Linked DNA regions of Sus scrofa: region 2 is linked to region 1. Evidence: chromatin contacts called from public Hi-C data. All regions are on one chromosome and are shown on one strand. The core of a region is the stretch at or near the end of the contact, and the rest is flanking DNA. Distances in the headings are between cores, read along the strand shown. Region 1 overlaps UCK2 (uridine-cytidine kinase 2). Region 2 has its middle 30 kb from the start of MIR9849.

Region 1 (6,736 bases), core at 4,063-6,562:
GGCAGATCACTGTAAATTAGATTAAGAAGGAAACCTGAGATTCGAGGTACCCAAAGGTCAGCACTGGGAACGATGTGAAGGTTGTCTACTGCCCCTTGCTGCTAGAGAAGCACAAGGTCACGTCTGTCCTTTTATAACTGACCAGGGATAGAGGTTACATCCCACAGAAGGACACCCCATGGGGACTCACCTAGATTATCTGCGCCTCTGGGAATTATCACATCAGCGTATTTCTTTGTCTGTGGAGAAAGATATTTACAGTGCATTACAATACATCCAAGAGAGAAGCTGGCCCAAGGCCCTTTTCCAAAGGAACATGGGGCGAGGACTAGCCTTCTCCTATCAGTCTCAGAGGTCAGCAGCTTGGGCTTCACACCTACTACACTTTATCTGCTTTATCTAAATTATAATAAATAAGCTTTTTCTGGAGTTATCACTTTCACATTTAGCATTGTTTCAGTTTACAATCTGCACAGAGAACATGGTCTTTGAAACCAAATGTAGAACTGCCTGTTCACCACTAGGAAAAGTATCCATTTGTGAAACTCAGAAGGGGAGCAGTTCACCTTGGACTTCTACACACAGCTTATTGAGCACAAGGGTGAACCCAGAAAAAGCAATCCCCACTAATGGATGACCATTTTCACTGGCTCTGTTATGACATTATTCTTTAAAAAAAAAAAAAAAAAAAAAAGCCCACAGACATTTCTTTTAAATTTCCTGAGATTTTTGTGGATCATTTTACAAATAAACAATGCCTTACGACATGGGCCTCTAACTCTGTGCAGCAACTGTTGAATTGCAATTGAGTGGGGTTCCAGACCCAACCTGAACTAGGCAGTCAATTTAACAGGTCCAAGCTCCTGGCTTACACAGGAATGAGCTTCTCTTCCCTGAGCAGAGTGGCCAGACAGTGGGAACTGGTAGAAACCACCTACAAAATCCTTATGCAAAATTCTGAGTTCCATTACAGCTCAGTTAACCAGCAGGAAAATGGCAGTCAACCCTACGTCCAATAATAAGTTTCCTTTGTACTCTTATGATTGAATTAAAATGAGCTGGTCCTCAGGTAGACAGACAGACAGATGGATAGAATTTCACAGCTCCATAGCCCCTCTTGCCCTCTTCCCTGAAACCTAATCCCGTAACCCAGTCCCCTCCAGGGGAATGAACAGGGCATCCGGGTTACTCAGGCTGACTCACAAAGTCCACCTGCTCCTGAGCTGAAACAAAAAGGCAAGTCTGGGTTGACGCAAAGCCTACTAACAGGCTTAAAGGAACAAAGACAGTCTAGGATCACATTTTTCCAGGAGAGGAGAAAGAAAAGAGTTAATTATTCAGAGAAGCGGAGAAGTTCCCACAGCTCGTCAATCGCCACACGGATGCCTGTCTCTCTAAAGCGATCACCCCCCCACCTCAGAACTTAATTTCTAAGTCCTTGGGGAGTTAGACTGTGATCCAGCCAACCTGGAGAAGATGTGGCAGAGGGCTAGGGGGTCTCCTGAGTTAAATACTTCTTCCAAAGCTGGGCTCTGTCCCACATCTTCCTCTCCTACACCCCACCACCGCGGCCACACCTCTTGTCCTGGGAGGCCCTCCCTCGGCACTGACCTGTTTTCCTCAGGAAGCTGGGGTGCCTCCTAGGCTAAGGGCTGCTTGGCTCAATCCCGCCCCTCCTTCTCTGAGAGCCACCTCGCTAGAGAGCTCCCCGGTTGCCTCGGGGAGGGCCCAGGCTGGGGCAGAGGAATGGAAGCCTGTGTTCCAACACGGCACACCTCCCATATGGGGACCTCCACGGGGGCCAATGGCAAGCTCGAAACAGGGTGCAGAGATGGTGGCAGAAGGGATTCAGAAGGAACACCCTGTAGCTGCAGACTCCCTGCACCGCCACCCTAACTGCAGACCTTCTGAAGATCCAAATGGCCGAGTCTGTTCTTAAATAAGACACACCCTCCATAAAGGGTCTCACGCCGTGAGCCCACCAAGCAAGACGTGTACAGCTTGTTGGAATCAGACAGCAGGATCCTGAAGGGCTACCCCGAGAAAAAGAGTGGTAGGTCAGTGCTCCTGGAGAACACACTGGCAGGACACCCAAGGCTGCCCTTTCTTGGGATGTGAGGACAGAGGAGCAGTCAGAGCGAGGAGGGAGGGAGATTCCAGCTGGGCAGCTCCACTTATATACCTTTATTTGTATGCTTAAAATTGTAAAGTCTAAATTCAATGAAAAAAAACAGGAACACAACTCACGGGCAAGCAGAATTCCTCAAAGGCAGGCTTGACGAACGTAATGTACTGAGATAAAATCTGCTCAAGGTCCCTCCCTCTTTCGCTGATGTCCCTTAATACTAGAAGAGAAGGAAAAACAAGAATCAAGAAAACAGTGCCTGAGTCAACACATGTCCGCCCTTCACGAGGCTCCACACTGACGCTCCATGATTCACAAGCTGGACTCCTGAGAGACTTGACCAAGAGCCGGTCGGCAGCAGCTTTGGGAAAAACAAGTGGCCTTTCCCCGTCTTGCTACAGTGAGATTCAGCTATGACAAAATGTTCTCCAAAGCAAAAGGTTGTCCAGGCAAGGCCAAGAGTCTTCTGGTTTCAAGCAACATTTGACCCAAATAAAACTTCATTGTGAACAACACCAGCAAAAATAAGTAAATAAAATAAAATAAAACAAAATGAAAGGCAGGACAGTCCTGGAAAGCTCAGAACAGAAAGGAGACTGGGCCCAGAAAGACGGTGGGGCTTCCTGGCAAAGAAGGCATGTTGTCAGGAGACTCCTTTACCAGGAGATTTCTGCTTTGCCCACCTTGACCCTGTCTCCTTGTACTTAGCTGTGTTCAAGCCAGAGACTTTCTGCTGATGTGCCACCTTTTCCTGCCAGGCTCCCACCCACATTCAAGCCCCTATGGGGGCTGGAAGGTAGACAGAGGGATCCGGCTGTGGTCCATCATTCCTGTCCACCTCAAGCACAGAGGTTTGCAAAGAGAACACCACTCAGGGAAAGATGAGAAAACCATGGTATAAGACAGACACTGGGCCAGAGCTGTGAAGGAGCCCAGATGGACCCAAACTCACCCTCCTCTACAGTCTTCCTCCTGGGGGGTGTTCTTCAGGGACTTACATCAAACACTGCTTGGGGGAGGGGGGGACCCACATCTGCGGCATAAAGAAGTTCCTGGGGCCAGAGATCAAATCCAAGCTGCAGCCACGACCTATACCATAGCTCACAGCAGTGCTGGGTCCTGGACCCACCGAGCGAGGCCAGGGATCAAACCCACATTCTCAGGGATACTAGCTGGATTCGTTTCCACTGCACCACAATAGGAACTCCAACACCAGATCCTTAACTCACTGTGCTGGGCCAGGAATCAAAACTGCGGCCGCTACAAAGACAATGCCAGATCCTTAACCCACAGCACCACAGTGGGAACTCCCATCAAGCACTGCTTTTAATAGGACCTTTTGTCAAAAATGGAAAAGGATCTGGAGTCCTGATTTGGCCACTGTTTACTAACTTTCCTGGGACTGAGTTTCCCCCAAACTCAGCAGTGAGTTTGACTTCTCCAATCAAAACAGCTCCTCCCTACAAATGTTTTTCACTCTTGGCTGTTAAATCTTTCCCTCCCACTCCCAGAGGGTATCAAATCCATCTACAATCACTTATGATGGCCCCTCTGCTCCTGTGTATCATTTCTCAGGTAAAAGTTTCCGTGTGGGATGCAATTTGCTGTAAACAAACATAGGGAATACTTATGAGTGATTTCTGGAAAGCCACGTCTAAATAGCCCTGTGTTTGCATACAGGCACGCACAGAGGAACGCATGCACGTGGGCAGGGGCAGGAAAGAGGAAGAGTCTGCGGTTAGGATCCAAGCCAGCGTGAAGCCTGTAAGAGCAGATGGTTGGAAAACTGTCAGGAAGACCCCGCTGCCGAGAGAGAGCTGGCTAATACAATGCCGCCGCCGCCAGACTTCTCAACCAGCTCCTCAATTCATAGGGAGTTTTTCCCCCGTGAGCCCTGGCAATAAAGTGGTTGGTCCCTAATTCGTCAGGATTTGCCTCAAACCCTGCCGGCTGTGCACACAGGCCAGCCAGGAAATGGTCTTCTCGGGCATTTGGACACGGGGCCCTGCTGCTGCGGCCGCCGCTGTCTGCCAGGGATGCTCGGCCAAGGAGGAGCCCTGAGAGCTGCCACGTGGCTCAACCCAACAAGCCTCGGAGCGTGGGCACGCGGGCCAACAAGCTCAGCTCGCCAAAACACACAGTCCATGTAGCCTCCAGCTCTTCACACATTTCCAGATAAAGTCCAAAGAAAAAAGGAAGCCAGACCAAAAGGGTATCAGAGCTGGGGAAAAAGCAAACAAGCGCCTGTGCGCGCAGGCAGCTTTGACTCAAAAGCCCTGCAAAAAAAGCCTGGTGCCAGGTTCGTTTCACATATCTCACACACCTGCTGGCAGCTTCAGGATCATGGGACCCTCCGCCCTTCCCCCAGGGGACACACACACACACACACACACACACACACACACACACACATCTTTTGCACAGCTCTGCCACTACCCTCAGCCCAGGCCTGCAGCTCTCCTGTGCCTTGCAGATCCAAGTCACCTGTCACATGTCACATCACAGAAGCGGGGAACAGGCCAGGGAGAAAGCAGGTAGAGCAGGTAAGTCACACCTGCGTCTGCTCTGAAACCCAAAGCCCCTTCTGGCCCCACCATCTAGAGTGACCGGGGTAAAAAGGACCCGATTTGAATCCTGACCCCATTACCTACTACCTCTGTGGCCTAAGACAATTTACTTAACCTCTTTCAATCTCATTTTCCTTAACTGTAAAGCAGAGACCATAAGAGCAAGTTTCTCACAAAGCTGCCACTCAGGAAGACAGAGATTTACACAAAACTCTTCAGCACTGTGGCTGGCACAGGGTGTGTTCAATAAAGCCGATTTTTTAGAACAGACCATTAGAAAGGAGGACAGGAACTGTGAACTCAGGTGAGCAGGCTGGACCTAGGTAGTGGGGGGAGGGGAAGAGTCTGACAGGGCAGCTGGGAAGGTAGGGGTGGGGCAGGGTGGGGAGGGACAAACAGGGACGACAGGGAGGAGGCATCCTGCAGCTTCTACCCTGGAAAAGGAGCCGGAAAGTGAGTCAGAATGTTGCCCAGAAATTAGGAACACGCAAAACCAGAAGACATTGCCCGCCTCGGCTCCCAAGAGCCTTCCAGCAAGATATCACCTTAAACAGATCAGGACCCCTCCCTGAGCCAAGGACAACTCGGGGCCAGCCAGTTCACTGCACTGAAATATCCTCCTGCTCAGAGTCAGGAAACAGGGCCAGCCAACGGCTGAGTCAGAACAAGGTCTTGGCACAAACCGGAAACTCCAGGGACGCAAAATCGGCTCCCTCATCATCACCCTGACCCCTGGCTGGGCCAGGACAGGCGCTCTCAGAGGGCCTTGTGGGGGTAAAGGTCAGGGGCCTTCAGGTCTACCCTTCCCTGCCCGGCTGCCACTCAGCCCTTCCAACAAAACAGCTAGTGCTGCTTCTGGCAGCCAAAGCCAAGAACCAAATGTAGGAGGACCCAGAATAAATGCAATTCCTCAGCGGTTGGCAATTCACTTTAAAAGTTACTTGAGGAGGGAGTTCCCTTCGTGGTTCAGTGGTTAACGAACTGGACTAGGAACCATGAGGATGCAGGTTCGATCCCTTACCTCGCTCAGTGGGTTAAGGATCCGGCACTGCCGTGAGCTGTGGTGTAGGTCTCAGATTTGGCTCAGATTCTGCATTGCTGTGGCTATGGCGTAGGCCAGTGGCTATAGCTCCAAATCGGTCCCTAGCCTAGGAACCTCCATATGTCGCAAGTACAGCCCTAAAATAGCAAAAAAAAAGAAAAAAAAAAAATTACTTGAGGAGGAGTTCCTGTTGTGGCTCAGCAGTAATGAACCCAACTAGTATCCATGAGGACACAGGTTCGATTCCTGGTCCGGCTCAGTGGGTTAAGGATCTGGTACTGCCATGAACTGCGGTATAGGTCACAGATGCGGCTCGGATCCCTTGTTGCTGTGGCTGGCAGCTGCATCTCTGATTCGACCTCTAGCCTGGGAACTTCCATATGCTTTTTACAGCCCCAAAAAGTGAAAAAAATAAAATAAAATAAAAAATAAAGTTACTTGAGGAGATGTGTTACTCTAGTACAAGAGCGGACTGACTATGTCAGGATCCCACTGCAGCCCTAATTCCACATGAACCAGGCACAGAGAGCCATGGTGGGCAAGAGGCCAGGGGTCAGCAGTCCCAGGGCCCCCGTTTCAGATCTTCTCTGTCCCTGAGTTCAAGGGTGGGTTAAATCCACACAAAGGGAAGGCAAAGGCAAGCTCTGCTGGAAGGAAATCAGTTCCCTAGAGAAGGAGGTGAGTCTTTCCAAGGTTATTCCAAGGCTATGAGACTCGATACAGACCTCCCTCCAACAGGAGGGTCAATTTGGAATGTGAGGGTCACATGCCCAGGCAGGCATGACACACAGTCAAACCATGGCACCCACTCAAGTCTCCAGGAATGCTCTATGGCCCACAGATCCTGACCAGCCCTCCCTCCCTCTCCTGTGCCATGCCCCCTCCTACCCCACAAAGCACATGCCAGGCATGTTTTTTGTCCCACGTGGACAGAAAATGAATTTGTAGAAACAGCACATGGAAAAGTCCCACAGGTCCACTAGGCGAGTGACTCAGCAGTGG
Region 2 (6,871 bases), core at 2,855-5,354, 520 kb after region 1:
ATATAATGTAATATACATAAGATAATATATAAACAATACTACTCAGACATAAAAAGGAAAAGGCTTGAAAAATTTTGCCATTTGCAGCAACAGGGATGGTCTTAGAGGGCATCATGATAAGTGAAATAAGTCCAAGAAGGACAAATACTCTATGAAATCACTTATATGTGGGATCCAAAATAAAATAAACTAGTGAATATAACAAAAAAGAAGCAGACTCACAATACAGAGAACAAATGAGTGGTTCTGGGGAGGTTGGGAGGAGCAACATCACAGAGGGGATTAGGACTAAACTACTGGGATAAAATAAGCTGTAAGTATTTATACAGTGCAACAGCTATTGCCAATATTTTATAATAACTATGAATGGAGTATAACCTTTAAAATTATGAATCATTATATTGTATACCTGTAATATATAATATTGTGCAGAAACTATACTTCAATAAACAACAACAACAAAAAAAGATGAGCTGATTCTGTGACTTTTACCCTATACTTCTTGAGCCTACATTCATAGAAGATTGAAATTTAAGAATAGAGTTCTTAAGAATAAAGGGTACATAGGGGCGGTGCTGTGGCTTTACTCCATCCCTCCAGGGGGCCCAGGAAGGAGGAGGGACCCTATACCCAAGCCAAATGAGGGGGACACAAAAGAACCCCTCACAGAGGCTGAATGTGGGTACCTACAATAAAGGGAGGCTTGTCCCTCGCTCCTGGCTGGATGCTTGCTGAGCAGCGGAGCCATGTAGCTAACTTGGTGGAGTAGGAAGTGCTTAGAAGAGCTTGGGGACACCTCCGAATATACAGACGGTTGCCTTCCTCTTGACTAGGGCACTCATAAGACAGGAGGAATCAGTCTGGGGTGTGGAAGGGGGGCAGGGAGAGAGGGCACCAGGGCATGCCCCACCCCCTGCACTTGGCTGGGTCAGGATGCAGTGTTTTCTTTCAGTCAAGGGAAAACCCTGGAAGAAAGTTGTACTTAGAACATCTTAAAGGTATCAAGCCCAAAGGAATGGCCAGTCACTTTCAGGGGACCCCTGCAGTAGAGGCCATGGGTTGAACTACTGTGGGCAGTGACCAAGGGGTCAAATAGAGGTTGACATCGTCTCAAACTGGAGGTCAAGCAGAGCACGCATTGCCCACATCTAGTCACTGGGCAGCGTGACTCTGCCTCTGCTCCTGGTGTGGAATAGAAATGTGGAGACAGAGTTTTGGGTGAAGGAGAGAAAATAGCTTTCTTGCTTTGCCAGGCAAAGGAGGGTCACAGCCAACTAATGCCTCCCTTAGGAGAGATCAGGAGGTGGTTTTTTAGTTTGGGGAGTGAAAAATAGGGCCACAGATAAGGATCAGGGTAGAGGCAAGCTCGCATTGTTTTCAAAGCTGGTGTTCAATGGCCTGGTGAGCTTCTTTCTGGAATAAAGAATGCTTCGTTAACATCTTCCATTTGTTGGGAGCTTAGTTCTGTGGAAGAGCTCAAAGATATTATTATCTATATTCCTCGAGGCGGGACCCTGCCCCCCAAAGCTGCACTACTGTCTCTTGATTGCTCCTCTCTGGTCTCTGCATCCCCTCCCTTCCCTGACTAGCAACTGTTTGAACCTGCCCTTCAGAACTCAGGGAAGGTCATGGAGACTGAAGTTTATTCTCTAAAAACAAGAAATGGGGGGTCAGAGAAAGGCTTGTGTGCCCAAGAGCCCACTGGGCCCCGCTTGGTTTCAATAGCACTCCACCTTAAGAATTTTCCCTTTCTTCCTGGTGGCGGGAGAGAAGGAAAACTCAACAGAGGAAGGAGGTGGGAAGATGGAGGGAGAGGGAAGGAATTGCCTGCATCTTCCTCCCAGTGCAGATCCCTGGGCCAGTGGTCCCTGATGGGGAGGGATTTTGAATTTAATGAGATTGGAGTTTGGATTTGACTGGATGTTTTAGCTACCAAAACGAGATATTCTGAGCTTTGCCTGAGGCACCATCAATGGACAAAGAGGGGAGATATCACAGGGCTTGGAGTCTGTGGCTGGAGGAAAAAGAAAGCCCTTTCCTGTCTCCATCCCACAGACTTCAGAGCCTTCAAAGTACTATTGCCCTGAGTGGGGCACACACCACCTTGACGCTGCCTTCTTTGGTTGCCTTGGCAATGCTATGCCCACTTCACTCTGAGGGTCCACCCAGATGGCCCATCTGAGCCCTTCAGCTGAGAACATCAGCTGTAACAGTTCCATTTCACTTCTGAGATGACCAGGCTTTTTAGCAGGACAATCAAGGCTCCCCCCAGGCTAGTCCCCAAAGCAAAACTTGCCAGCTTTTTCTTTCTTATGTATCCCACAGTGCTCCCCTCCCACCAGTGTAAACTTTCTTCAACCACCTGCTGGCAATGTCTTTGCTCAGACTGTCCTCTCTTCCTGGCCTGACTTCTGCACCAGCTGCACTCATCCAAGGCCTACTCATCCAGCTCAAATGCTACATCCCTAGGAAGCTTGTCCTGGTCTCTGTATATTTGTGATTTTGTGGTTATTTTGTGCCTCCATTTTGTGTACATCTAATATGGTGCTTTGTTTTATTGGCCATTTGTATGTACTATTGACTTGACTTGTAAAGTCCTAGAGGGCAGAGATCATGTCTGATTCAACTGTGTATCCACAAGAGCTCTGAGCAGAGTACAAGGTGGCATTCATAAGATGTGCTTAAATGGGATTGGTAACTTTGGCTTCATTCCCAATAGATGGTAGCCCTTTGCAAGTAGAACAGCAAGCCCAGCAGCCTCCCCATAGGAGCCATGCACCAGAAAACCAGCCTTGGGTAGACTGTTAGCAAAAGGTATCAGATCCCCACTGTCTTCCGGGTTACTCTTCATGGGCACAGTAAGCAGTGACCAAAGACATTGAGGCATGTTCTTCACCTTCAAGGAATTTGTACCTGAGAAAGTAGAAAGCACAAGAATACCAAGAAATGATGTATCTATAGCACTTTGGAGTTTACAAAGCACATAAAGATCTGTGACTCTAACCCGGCCTTGGAGAAATAAGCAGGGAGCTATTGGTATCTCCATTTTAAAGATGAAGAAACTGAGACTCTAGAGATCTTGACTTGTCCCAGGACCCCTTGGTGGGCAGTATGAGGACCTCAGCCACCCTCAGTGCCAAGGCAGAGCAAGTGCCACTGAACTCCAGGACCTCTGGTCCTATATCTTCAGCACTGCCTTTATATTTGATGCCCAAGAAATATGCACAGATTAAGAGACTGATATCTACAATAAGCAAATATAAAATAATAAGGAAGGGTTTTCTTTAAAAAAAATGTGGAACTTGGGCAAATAAATCACATTTACCTTTGGAATCCTCAAGACTTTTGCTGCAATGGTATTTTTTTTGGATTGTTCTCTTTTACATTTGTCTTCAGAGCTGGTTAAGGCCACCTAAGAAAAATGGTCTAGTGGTTCTATATCAACAACTCATTAAATAACAAAAACTGCAATAACTACCCGCAGATCCAGATTTACATCACTCCTTCTACCCAGAACCCACTATACACTGCATCCTGGGCTCTGTACTTTCATACCCTCTAGCTATATTTCATCTCTTATTTAATAGATTTGACTCTGAATGATTTTTTGGCTGCTTCCAAAAAAAAAAAAAAAAAATCAAATATACCCTCTGTGAGTGCTAATTTGTCACCACTGATGTAATTCAAAACAGTGGAGCTCAGGCCCTGGAGGATCCTTCGCCTAAGTGATCTCAAGGCTTCGGGCAATAAACCAAAAATTCTCTCCGCGGCCCTGCCCCCCGCCCCGCCCCCTAGAAAGGCTGGGGCCCTTTATACAGGATTAATTTAGGGCGTTCCTGGGAGGGACTGAGCCGGGAGTAGAATAGAAAACACTCCCCCCCCCCCCCCGCCCCTTTCCCCAAGGCAGGCAGGGAAGACGGATCTGGGAAAGGAGCCTCTGCTAGCTTGTGAAGAGACCGAGCTCTTTCCCAGCCAGGGAAGAGCAGCTTTCACCCCCCCCCACAACCCCCCCCCGCGCCCGCCATGGACATGTCTCCCGTGACCGTGCTGGAGCACACAGCCATCTACGACCACGCTGAGCTGGCCCCGGTCCAGGCCCCCAGGGCAGGATCCTCGAGGTCAGCGCAGCTGCGGGATACTTGCTAGGCGCCCAGCCCCAGCTGGACGCTTGGTGCCAAGATTGTTAGGCATGGGCGCCCTCTGCTGGCCGTTCGGGGCATCACAGCCACCTTCCCAGGGAAAGCGGCTTCCGGGAAGGGGGGTATTTTTTAATGGAAAAAAAAGTTTGAAAAATGAACCTCAAATGGACTCAGAAGGTCAAACAGACAGTCAATGGAGGTTTAGCTTCTGAGTAAATGGGCTCAGAAAAAGAATCTCAAAGGAGAAAGAATGGACAGTCTCATGGAGAAAGCTTAGGAACCGGCCTAGGCTAGGAAGGAACTGTCTTCTGGTAAAGGGAGAACAGACCTGTAACTGCTAAACTACCAGTATTATACATGAAGTCCAAGGACAAGGCCACATCAGGGCTGGTGAAAAGCCAGTTACTATTCAGTGTATCAACTGGACATTCCCACAGCAACACTGGCAATTGCATTCTGAGAGTAACTGAATGTGAGTTTTCAATGGGACTGTGTTTTCAGGTCTGTTCTGTAAAGGCTGTGAGCTGGTTGCAGTGTAGAGTGTAGAAGTGCAGCCCTTCCCAAATGCACAGAGCCGGTTATGGGCCTTCAGAGCAATATGAAGTGCTTGGAGGAGGCAGTGCGAAGGTCAGGGTACCTGTTGGAAAGAGCAGAGGCTTAGGAGTCGGATCGAGGTCCCCTTATGGTCAGGCAACAGGCTCCTTGTCTGACCTTGGCACTCACTTGTCCCCTCAGGACCTCAGATCCCTCCTCGGCAAAGTCAAAGATTCTAACTAGATGATCCCTAAGCTTCCTTCTACCTCACTGAATCAATGCCTTTAGAAATGGATATTCTATTTCATGATCTTATGAAGAAGCAGGGGCTCTTATCACTGATTCCATAAAAAAACTCTGAAAAATCTTATTCTATAGAAAGGATAAAACATTGTTACATTGTTACAAGATTAAAAAATTGTTACATTGAACACCTGCACCTGCTATGGTTTTAATGTTCTATCAAAGGATAGAGCTTTACAGCTGGTTTCTAACCCCAGTGGACTGAATCGAGTTTATCTTTCTCAGCTGATGGCAAAGAAGACCACTCAAGGCACCTCTGTTGTTTCTTTTTCCCCTTTATCTGCTAAGATCAAAATCCTCCCAAAGGCACCCTTTTCTTATGTATTTCTGGTAAGTTTTCAAAAATCCACTTTCCATTTGTTGTATCTACATATGACATCTGTGGGAATTATGTAGTATTGTTTTGTCCATTTAAAAAATGTACCTAAAGGGGAGTTCCCATCATGGCGCAGTGGAAATGATCTGACTAGGAAACATGAGGTTGCGGGTTTGAACCCTGGCCTCCCTCAGTGGGTTAAAGGATCTGGCGTTGCCATGAACTGTGGTGTAGGTTGCAGATACGGCTCAGATCTGTCATTGCTGTGGCTGTGGCTAAGGCTGGCAGCTGTAGCTCCTATTAGACCCCTAGCCTGGGAATCTCCGTATACCGCAGGGGCAGCCCTAAGAAGCAAAAAAAAAAAAAAAAAAAAAAAAAAAAAGCACCTGAATGATTTTTTTTTTTTGCTATTAATCTCCTATTGATTCATTTTTCTTTGTTTTACATGGCTTTGTGTTTTGAGATCCATCCATGAGGTTCTGTGTAACTCTAGCCAGCTCCTTCTCATTGCTGCATTCTAGTTCAGTAAAATGCTCGGTGGCCTGGAATTCTTTCCCATTACAGACACTCTTGCTGGAGTCTCCTTATTTACCTGTCTGGGAGTTTCTCTGGGGTGTGTCCCAGGAGTAGGACTTGCTCAATTGCAGAATAACCGCATACTCATCTCCCTAAATGACTGTCAGTGATATATGCTACCACCATGGCTTGAGTGGCCTTTTTCTGCACAGCCTTCCTAGCATTTGGTCCCATGAGTAATTTTGTCAGTGTGTTGCACAGTCAGGTGAAACTTTTCTCTGAATTGTCTTTCTCTCTCTTTCTCTTTTTATGACCACACCTGTGGCTAGAGGGAGAATTGGAGCTGCAGCTGCCAGCCTACGCCACAGCCACAGCAGCATGGGATCTGAGGCACATCTTCTGCAACTTATGTGGCAGCTTGTGGCAACACTGGGTCCTTAACCCACAGAGTGAGGCCAGGGATCCAACCCGCATCCTCGCGGACACTATGCCAGGGTCCTAACCTGCTGAGCCTCAGTGGGAACTCCCTGAATGGCCTTTCTCTTATTATTGGAAAAGTTGAGCTCCTCTCAGCATCCTTATTACTTTTTCAGATTTTCTCTTCCATGAATTATCTATTAATAGTGTTTTTGGGGATGTGACCAAATTCTTAGTGACTCAAAGTCCCCCTAAAATTCCCAAAATTGACGATATATTTTTCTTTCTCATAGGAAACCAATGGGCTCAGTAAATTTTTCCTTTTATCTCTTTACTCAAATAAATCACAGCGAGATTTTATATGTAACTTCCTCTGAAAGATGCATTTCATGTCTTGGCAACAGACAGAAGACATCATGCCTGCACAGATCCTATGAGAAATTTTGGTTCAAAACTTGGACCAGCTTGCTCTTCACAGCAGCTACTCAAGAACAGGGAGGAGCCTGCTTGTTTAATGAGCCTCAAGTGACCAGTGGGATTTTGCCTAATTATTACCCCTGCCAGTCGTTTCTACTGAAGAAGGTGTTGGAATAACCATCTCTCACATTCTGAAGTGAACATGTAGATGCAGGTAAGGCTCTTAAAA

Evidence for each region. A called contact is a pair of places that touch in the nucleus more often than the background predicts.
Region 2: a Hi-C map of subcutaneous adipose tissue shows a contact between it and region 1, with 2.6 times the contacts expected there. The contact joins two enhancer-like sites. A contact is called at or near these places in 7 of 47 Hi-C or Micro-C datasets (embryonic fibroblasts, heart right ventricle, liver and 4 more).

What each region holds. Positions count from the first base shown.
Region 1 is chr4:84,844,224-84,850,959 of Sscrofa11.1, forward strand. It overlaps UCK2 (uridine-cytidine kinase 2), which reads right to left. Exons shown (of 7, transcript XM_021089486.1): 5 at 2,248-2,345; 6 at 191-239. Among named protein-coding and RNA genes, the nearest start is that of UCK2, 72 kb to the right of the region's middle. Within about 2 kb of position 5,313, at least 30 of the 83 cell types and tissues checked have an H3K27ac peak or open chromatin away from gene starts, as enhancers often do. A contact at or near this core is called in subcutaneous adipose tissue, where this site is marked.
Region 2 is chr4:85,360,962-85,367,832 of Sscrofa11.1, forward strand. No RefSeq gene overlaps it. Among named protein-coding and RNA genes, the nearest start is that of MIR9849, 30 kb to the left of the region's middle. Within about 2 kb of position 4,105, at least 19 of the 83 cell types and tissues checked have an H3K27ac peak or open chromatin away from gene starts, as enhancers often do. A contact at or near this core is called in subcutaneous adipose tissue, where this site is marked.